Regions from separate parts of the Mus musculus genome. Here all the other regions are linked to region 1. Evidence: chromatin contacts called from public Hi-C and promoter capture Hi-C data. All regions are on one chromosome and are shown on one strand. Each heading gives the region's core, a stretch centred on a gene start, on an enhancer-like site or on the middle of the called end of the contact. The rest is flanking DNA. Distances are from core to core; before and after follow the strand shown.

Evidence for each region. Promoter capture Hi-C pulls out the DNA fragments that hold promoters and counts their contacts. Hi-C and Micro-C count contacts between places; a contact is called where the count stands out from the background.
Region 2: a promoter capture Hi-C map of pre-B cells shows a contact between it and region 1, with 2.7 times the contacts expected there. The contact joins the promoter of Sf3b3 here to the promoter of Nfatc3 in region 1. A contact is called at or near these places in 2 of 39 promoter capture datasets (cranial neural crest and pre-B cells).
Region 3: a Hi-C map of B cells shows a contact between it and region 1, with 5 read pairs. The contact joins the promoter of St3gal2 here to the promoter of Nfatc3 in region 1.

What each region holds. Positions count from the first base shown.
Region 1 is chr8:106,058,335-106,061,034 of GRCm38.p6, reverse strand. It overlaps Nfatc3 (nuclear factor of activated T cells, cytoplasmic, calcineurin dependent 3), which reads right to left and starts at 1,445. Exons shown (of 10, transcript NM_010901.3): 1 at 1,042-1,445. The coding sequence starts at 1,144.
Region 2 is chr8:110,845,451-110,848,150 of GRCm38.p6, reverse strand. It overlaps Sf3b3 (splicing factor 3b, subunit 3), which reads left to right and starts at 1,348. Exons shown (of 26, transcript NM_133953.2): 1 at 1,348-1,476. It overlaps Cog4 (component of oligomeric golgi complex 4), which reads right to left and starts at 1,127. Exons shown (of 19, transcript NM_133973.2): 1 at 942-1,127. The coding sequence starts at 1,100.
Region 3 is chr8:110,918,455-110,921,262 of GRCm38.p6, reverse strand. St3gal2 (ST3 beta-galactoside alpha-2,3-sialyltransferase 2) reads right to left here and starts at 1,398. Exons shown (of 7, transcript NM_009179.3): 1 at 1,158-1,398.

The DNA.
Region 1 (2,700 bases), core at 196-2,695:
CCGGCTCTACAGTCAACTCTTAACTTTATATTTATTACGTTGAAAACAGTATACGAAGGCTGAAAAGGAACTAAAAGGTATTGTACCACCTAGAGATTCAATGCAACGCTGAGAAAACAATGTATTAGCCCTCACAATACTATGAAAAAATTTAAATAATTCACTTAATACTGGAAAGAATAAACATGAATACTCTTATCCATCTTCTTTTTCTAAGTTCTCTTGCATATGTAATAGGGAAGCTGAACTTAACGAACCACACTATTCCAAACCAGGTCACAGGAGAGAGTTAAGTCCCCAGTCATCATCCTGTTTCTATTTACTGACTGGTTTGACCCGCAAGCATTATGGTGTCCAGCTTTCCCAACTTATCTTTTAAAACATCTTCTGAGAAGAGCTTTTTTTTTTAAAATTATTAAAAAATGCCTTCTAGAACATTCTAGGAGAACTGTAATTTTAAAAGGCAACGTATCTTGTTTTTTTGTTTTTGTTTTTTAATCTCCAGAAACACTTTGCCCAAGCAAAACAACCCAGTTTTCAGAAAGGTCCGTTATAGTATACTTGAAACTAAGCGTGGATGGAATATAAATTTACACAAGTGGACACTAACTCGAACTCGCTCTTCTAGCAAAGTAGATTTTTTTTTAAAGTGGAATTTGAAAACACGCATCTTTCAAATAAAGAATTTTACAACTAGCCTAAAGACAGCGAAGTGCGCTTACACTTCTCGGAGACATTTCCTCTGCACCACGCTGGCACAGCTACGACAACCAGAAACCTCTTGGGGCTTTGGCCCCAACAACCTCTGCCTCCAAAGCCCGGGCGTCCGCCGGCCACTGGCCTCTCGGAGTCGAGTTCCCTACTAGTTCGCTCGCAGCCAAGACACTTCCACGTCGCCCCGAACCACACGCCTCCTTCTCCTCCTCAAATTAAATCGGGCTTTCCTCGCCACCCGCACGCACCAGGGGGACCGAGGGGAAGGCGAGCTGGCGGGAGCGCGGCGAGGGCACGCTCCACAGTCCCGGCCGGCCCGGCACCCACCTGCAGGCCGCGAGACCTGGGACACCGGCGCTGGTGCCCCGTCCTCGCCGAAGACGAGTTTGAAGTCGAGCTCGTCGTGGGCGCCACAGTTTGCAGTAGTCATCGGCGTGGCCCGGGGTGCAGCGCCTCCTCCTCAGGCGGCCGCGGCGGCTCCTCAGCGCCGCTTCATGCTGGGCCGCGCCGGCCAGGAGGTCGCGGCTCCACTGCAAACTTTCCGGGCGGGGCCCGCGAGGCCGAGCGTTCCGTTCCGACCTAGAAAGCTGGCCGAGCGCCCCGCCGCACCGGGAGCCGTCACCGCCGCCGGTCGAGGGTGCAGAAAAGCCACGGTCGCCTCAACCAAGGCTCCCCGCCCCCCACCCCCACAGTCGCCGCCACTGCCGCCACCGCCGCCGGCGCGCTCCCGCGCCCTGCAGCGCGCCCAGCCCCGCCCCTCGCCGCGCTCCCGCCCGACGGGGCAGCCCATAGGCCGCTGGCCCCGCTGACAGCCACGGGCCCCGCCTCCTCACCGACCTATCGCGTGAGTCCTCTGCGAGGAGGAAGTCACGTGAGCAAGAAGCGCCAGAGCCCTGCTCCCTCTCGGAAGTTGTAGTTAAAACTCTCTTTCTTCCGCAGTTTCTAAACCAAGACCAGGGTAGGGCCAATAGCGCTGTCTAATTAGATTGGGAACCCACGTAGGCCAATTGGAGACTATCTTTTTCCCCCTCATCGGGCGGAGCTCATGTCGAGGAAGTGGGTAGCAGAGCGCCAGGGTTATAGGTGTCCGGATATTTGGCCCCACAGAGGTACTTTTCACTTATAGCTGAGTTTAGAGTGGATACGTTCGTTAGACCACCTCAAAAGTTACCACTCATCCCCCGCATCCCTCCATACCAACTTCGATGGCGTAACTTGGAGAGGGCCAGGGATTGGTTCGAACTTTTGGGTAGGTTAGGGTGGAGCCGAAGAAAACCTTGCGAGACAAGTCTGGAGTCGATTCAGAGCCACCCTTCTGGGGTGGGGCCCCGTCTCAGTGGCTGTGCCTTTGTCCCCTCAAGCCGGCCCGGAGAGGATGCCATGCATTCTAGCTAGGCCTCACCTAAATCAGAGGGACCAGGTCTGGTCCTTGACGGAAGTTGAGCAGACACAGAGAAAAGTACCCTTCTTGGCCTCTGCATCTTAGTACATAACCGTGAGACTAAGGCATTGTGACACCCGAGCAAGGAAAGCCCACATATAGGAAGTGACGCTGTCAAAAAGAACCGGCTTTCAATCTTGGTTTCACCTCAAAGAGTCTGCCTTCCCCGGTGAGACATGAGATGGCCCAAGACACCATCCCTTGGAGTCTGGGGACTCAGTCTTGTTTACTTAGCGCATGATTAAGAGAAGGAGTTGGGAGAAGCCAGTGACCACCTCCTCCACGACAGCAAGTCTGATACTACTCACAAAAGCCCCTGGGAGAATGGAGCAAGCACAAGCTCCTTGCAAAGATCTCTGCATCTCAGTGATTCCTGGGCTACTAAGTGAGCCTCAGGGGGACCCCGGCTAAGCCTAGGGTCAGAAGAGCAAGGAATGTTCTGAGCTCGTGAGCCATTCATCTTGGACTGGTTTATTCCTGCTCAGGGCTTTACCAGTACTTATGAGGGACACAGAGATACAGAGATAGTCTCCCATCAGGGTTGA
Region 2 (2,700 bases), core at 99-2,598, 4.8 Mb before region 1:
TCTACATAGTGAGTTGCAGGCCAGGTAGGGCTAGATAGTTAGAGCCTATCTAAAAAGAAAAAAAAAAAAAGTTCCCTGGGAAAAACAGCTGCCAAGGTTTTTAGGTGAGAGGTTACATCTTCTGACTTGCAAGGAATCCATCCACGAACTGACAGCACCAGACTGCCATGGAAAAGAAACAAACGTATATAAAGAGATATAGCATGCTATTAATAGAAAGGAAGCCGAATCCTTTCCACACCTGTTACTTGATTGACCACACATCCGAGGTACAAGAGATGAAATCACTTGTCCGAGACCAGACAGCTGCGCCTTAGTCTTAAAACTTCAAAGTCCTAACAGGGAGATTTCAAACTTCTAGGGAGTTGTGAGCTCGCCTATAATGCCAGTAGCTTGAGAGGTTGCTCTAGGAAGGTAGCCAATTTGAAGACAATATGGGCAACACCGAGGCCGTCTCAAAATAAGAAAACATCCAAATGCCTACACTTAACTGAAATGCTAAAAATACACACATAATCATTTCTTCCAAGAGAAAAAGTCTTAGACCTTCAAGCTAAATAGAAAGGAACTTCTCCTTTAAATGAGTCGAGAAGAAACTTTCGTAACTTTTCACTTCCCAAGCCAAAGCAATTCTTATTCTGAAGTCAAGCCAATTCGGTATACACATATGTATGTGTGCATGTAATACATACATGTACGCGCACACACACACACCACTTCCAGTTTTACTCGTCAGGGAAATCAATACGGAGGCAGACCAAGGAAGTAGTCCAGGTAACAGGTCAAATAAGCTTGAGTAGAACTGACAGGTGTACCCAAATGCCCAACTACATTAAAGCCTCTTGGGAAGCTGCTTTCTCGTTTTCCCTGGTAAAGCGATCGACACCCGTGATGCCCTCTGCCACCGGATCCTCCAGGAAAAAGGAGGTTCAGCTCCCCACCTCCTCGCCACAGAGTCGTTCGTACACAGCTTCCAGCTCCTGCAGCTCTGTCAGAGAGCGAATGAGCTCGGTGGAGATTTCGGAGCAGTGTCCTCCTCCCACCCCCTCCGGTGGCGGAGGAGCTCCTGACAATTTCAGCGGAGACTCCACCTCCGCCATCTTGGCTCCCGGTGGGCGCTTCCGGGCTTGCGAGGTCCCCTCTGCGTTGGCGCGGTGACCTTTGGGGCTGCCCACAGATATGCCCGATCAAAACCATTGGAAGTCTATTTTTAAAACTAACCTTCTATTTTACAGAAAACTTACCGTAACGTATAAATTTTAGATAACTCATTAGTCTTCAGGTGCAAGATGAAAACATCCCAAATTTACATCTATTTATCAGGCGGGGGCTAGATACCTTTTTCCCGTCGCGCGGCACCCGAAGGCCCGTCTTGAAGGCTAATGGCGGACGCCGGCGGATCGGCAGTGGCGGTGGCTTAGGCCTTGAAGCGATTCAGCATCCGTCGGGTACCGAAGCCATCCTTCTTGCAGCAGGGTAAAGAAGTGGCCTCCCAGCTTCTCTGTCGCGGAGGAAGTGGAGAGCGCTCATAGGAGAGAGCTGCCCGGCACCTCGGCCGGAGCCGCAGGGGCAGTTTTAGGCCCGAGAGGTTCGGTAGGCGTGAGGTTAGGGAAATGCTTGCCGTGGGCAAATGGCCTCGTGGACTCTTCGCCCACTTGTGTCTTCAGAGTGGGAACGAGTCCTTTAAGGCTTGCGAGTTTAACGTGGTGGCACACTCGTGTATTTCCACCACGCGGGGGAGGTTGAGGAAGTGGGAGTCCCACCGAGGCTGCATAGGAAGACTCGAGATTGAAAGACTATTCAATCAGCAAGGGGTAAAAATTCTGTTTGTTCAAAATGTGCAACTATCAGAAACCGCCCGGGAGCCGGGGATCTGGTTTGAACTTGTGCATTTGGTAGTTAGGCAAAATGTTGTTTCTCCTCTGAACCTCTGTTTACTGTAAAAGAAAGAAAAAAAAAACCCGAAGGCTAATAGTACCCATTTGAAGACTGTGCAAGATAAAAAGGAGGTGATGGTGGAACCGGAGATTATAGGCAGAGGCGGGGGAGGAAGCTTTCCACGGTTTGGCTGTTACGGTTACCTGATACCGGATATTCCTCCAGGAAGCACCTCTTCAGTAAGCCAGGAGATCCGTTTGTTTTGGTGTTGAGTGAGTAGGTGCTCATTTTAATCCTCCAAACCTAATGGTAGAGAGCACTTGCCCAAGGCCATAGGTTTCCTTCTCGTAGCCTCAAACACGAAATTCTGCATACAGAGCCTTACGAGGCAAGGTACCATCTTCCCCCCTGTTAAAGCAAATGTCCAAAGTCATAACATCACGTTCGCTGCTTATGGTGCAGCCGGAACTCATCCGTGACAGCCTTGTAAATTGTGAGGTCCTCTACCCTCAAGCTGCCAGTGCCAGTTCAACCTTTAGGGATAAGCCTTAGAGATATTAGTTTATTAGGTATTTTAGGACTAAATCTTAGAGGTATAACTTCATTTGCTTATATGTAGCGTTAACAGTTTCGCTAACTGAATTATAGTGTAGGCATTGAGTAAGATTCTCGGTATCTGTAGCAGAAAGCTGTCTTGTTGGTTTCTCAAAAAAATTCATCCTTTGGTTAAAGACAGCACATAAAATATGCAATAAATATATGTTCTTGAACATGCACATATATAAGCATATGGAAAGATGTAAGTTTGGTAAGATTTATAAC
Region 3 (2,808 bases), core at 149-2,648, 4.9 Mb before region 1:
CTCAGGCAGGCATCCCCCACACCATCCCCCAGAAGGGGCAACCCTCCTCCAAAGTTAGCAGCAGGAGTCAGATTAGCTTAGAATGATGACCAGAGTCCTTCAATGTCACCATCTTCATAGAGGTAAACGGTCCCTTCCAACCCACACTTCTGAGCCCACCAAGCATGAGGACGGGATGGCCAAACAGTTTCTAGACATTTGTAGACAGGAGTATGGGTTACTGACAAGGAATGACTGACTACTTCCCAGGGGTCCCAGGGGTCCCTGAATTATTCTTAGTACACAGATGAAAAACAAGAGGCAACATGGGAGGAGATGGATGCAGTTGGCAAGAGAGAAGCAGAAAGGCTAACTTGAACGAGCAGCAAAAGGACTGAGACTCCTTTCCAGGTGGAGGGCTGTGCAAAGCAGGGACAACAGAAGTAGTGGAAGAACTAAACAGGGAACACTGGAGCTGTATATGGGGCTGGGAAGTTTGATTCAGTCACAGGGGCATGACTGGAGGGAAGTAACGTGTCTTATATGGCAAAGGATGGAAGGAACAAGAGGGACAAGGGACAGTGCTCAGGCCAGCGTCCAGAGAGGACGGGCACACCATGACCAAGTTTCCGGTGGGTTCATGCCTCAGTTTTTCCAAAGTAGGAAGGGGATCAAGCTGTCAGGTCTTATTAGAGAGAACTAGGCCACAGAGTGTGGCTAGGGGTCAGTGCCAGGTGGGGGAAAGGCCGAAGGGTAGAGGAAAGAAGTGAAGATGGTGCAGACAGCTTGTGACCAGGAGAAGTGGGGCAGGGGATTCCGGATGGAGCAGGTTCCCAAGCGCCCTAGGGCTGGAAGTACCAACACCTGGGGTGTGGAAGTGTGGACGAGGACAGAGAACTCCAAAGGCTGAGGCTGGGGGCTGCCAGCAAGGAGTGTTACAGGAGTGCCTGAAAGACTGGGAGTGGTTAGATATGCAGAAGCAGAAGACGGGGATCCCGATCGAGGCCAAGGCAATCGGACCCCCGCCCACACGGCGCCCAGACCCGAGGGAAGTTGCTGGGCTGGACCCGCTGGATCTGGGCCTCTGGGCCAAGCCCGCTGCCCGCACAGAAGACGGTAGGGGCAGCACGGGGCCCGGGGAGCCCCGCATCCCGCCCTCTCTCATCCCGCCCGCGCACCTCAGTCTGCGCTGGGCGCCGCGCGGGCCATGCTTGCCGCTCCTGCCGCCGCCTCCGCCCGTGCAGAGAGCTGCCGCCGCTGCCGCCGCCGCCGCCGCCGCCGCCGCCTCCCGCGCCTGGACCCGTTAGCTTCACCGCTCTCCAGTCCGCCAGCCTCGGGCCAGTCCCGCCCTTGCCTGGCCCTGCCCTCCCGGAGCGCCGCGGCTGCAGCTCAGCCCGGCCCCTCCCCCCACCCCTACCCAAGCTAAAGGGAAGGGTGGGGGAAGGGGGCGGGTGCCCCCTCCCCATTCACATCCTCCGGGGCTCTCCCCTCCCTCCTGTTCCCCCACCACCACTCGCTCAGGCATGCTGGGATATGTAGTCCAGCCTGGCAGGACCCGCCAGCATCGCTCTGCATATAGGACTATTGCTCCCAGAAAGCAATGCACTCCCATATCTGGGCTCATGGTCTTTGTAGTTCTGTCCGGATTTAGAGGGTTAAGGCACAGCACTAAGGGGCGTATTCTTCAGTTTCACAGCCACGCGACTCTGGGCTGCTGAAGCCTGGGAGGTGCAGTCTGCGGTACCCCAGCCGGGCTTTGGTACCTGGTTCATCAAAGGATGCGAGTAAGCTGAGGATGCCTCTCACACAGGACTGTGATCAACTGCGGCCAAGCCCAGCTCAAGGGAACTGTTTGTACTTGCTCTTGCCAAGAGCCACGACCTGAGCCAGCTGGGTTCATGCCCTGGCCCAGCAAGCTGCAACTGCAGTGAGGGCACTAGGTCCAGGCTGTTGAAAAGAGGGGCACCAGCAGCGATGTGGAAATAGGGTTTGCCACTATGTGACTGGGCACCTCACATTGCAAACTGTCTTGCTTGTAGGCACCCTACAGCCTTTATCCATTAGGGCATCTCTTGACTTCAGACTTCTGACTCTTAGATGCCTATTCTCTAGGGTAACATGCACACATTTTAAATATTTATCCACATCAGTGTTAGGCAATCCTTTCCTCAACTTTCAAACCAAGCTCCAAAACCATTAGGAAGTTCCTAATTGATGACACATTCAGTCTCCAAATGTCTCTGACTGACCAATGATACTCAAACGACTTCTGGTTCATTAGTTCTGGGACCCTAGAATTTTAAGTGTGTTCGTTCTTTCTCTTATTATGTAACCCAAGGTAGTCGTAAATTCCCTTTGTAAGCCAGGCAGGCCCGCCTGGAATCCATGATGGATTCTCTTGCCTTAGCCTCCTGAGGGTTGTTATTATGGACACTGAGCCATCACACCCTGCAATGAATCTTTTGGGTTCAGACTCCATCACAGAAAGCCTGACCTAAGATTGAACTCGAGTAAACTAACAGACCAGTACCTAGCACCGGTTTCCAGGTTACTCCCCAACAAATCTGCACCCCCCAGGTTACAAGCCCGCCCCCTGGCACTTCACTTTCTAACAACCACCAATCAGGAGGAAAGCAGAAGTTAAGTTTATGGTTTGACTTCCAGCATTAAAGGCCATCATTCCGCCCGTCGTCCCTCCCCCGCCCCCCCCAATCAGATGTGTACCAGACTAGAGACCCACTTCTTGCCTCTAAAAATGCTTGCCTGAAACTAGGTTCAGGGCTCCACTTTCCTACTGTGTCAGCGTTGGTAAGAGACAGGGGGGGGGGG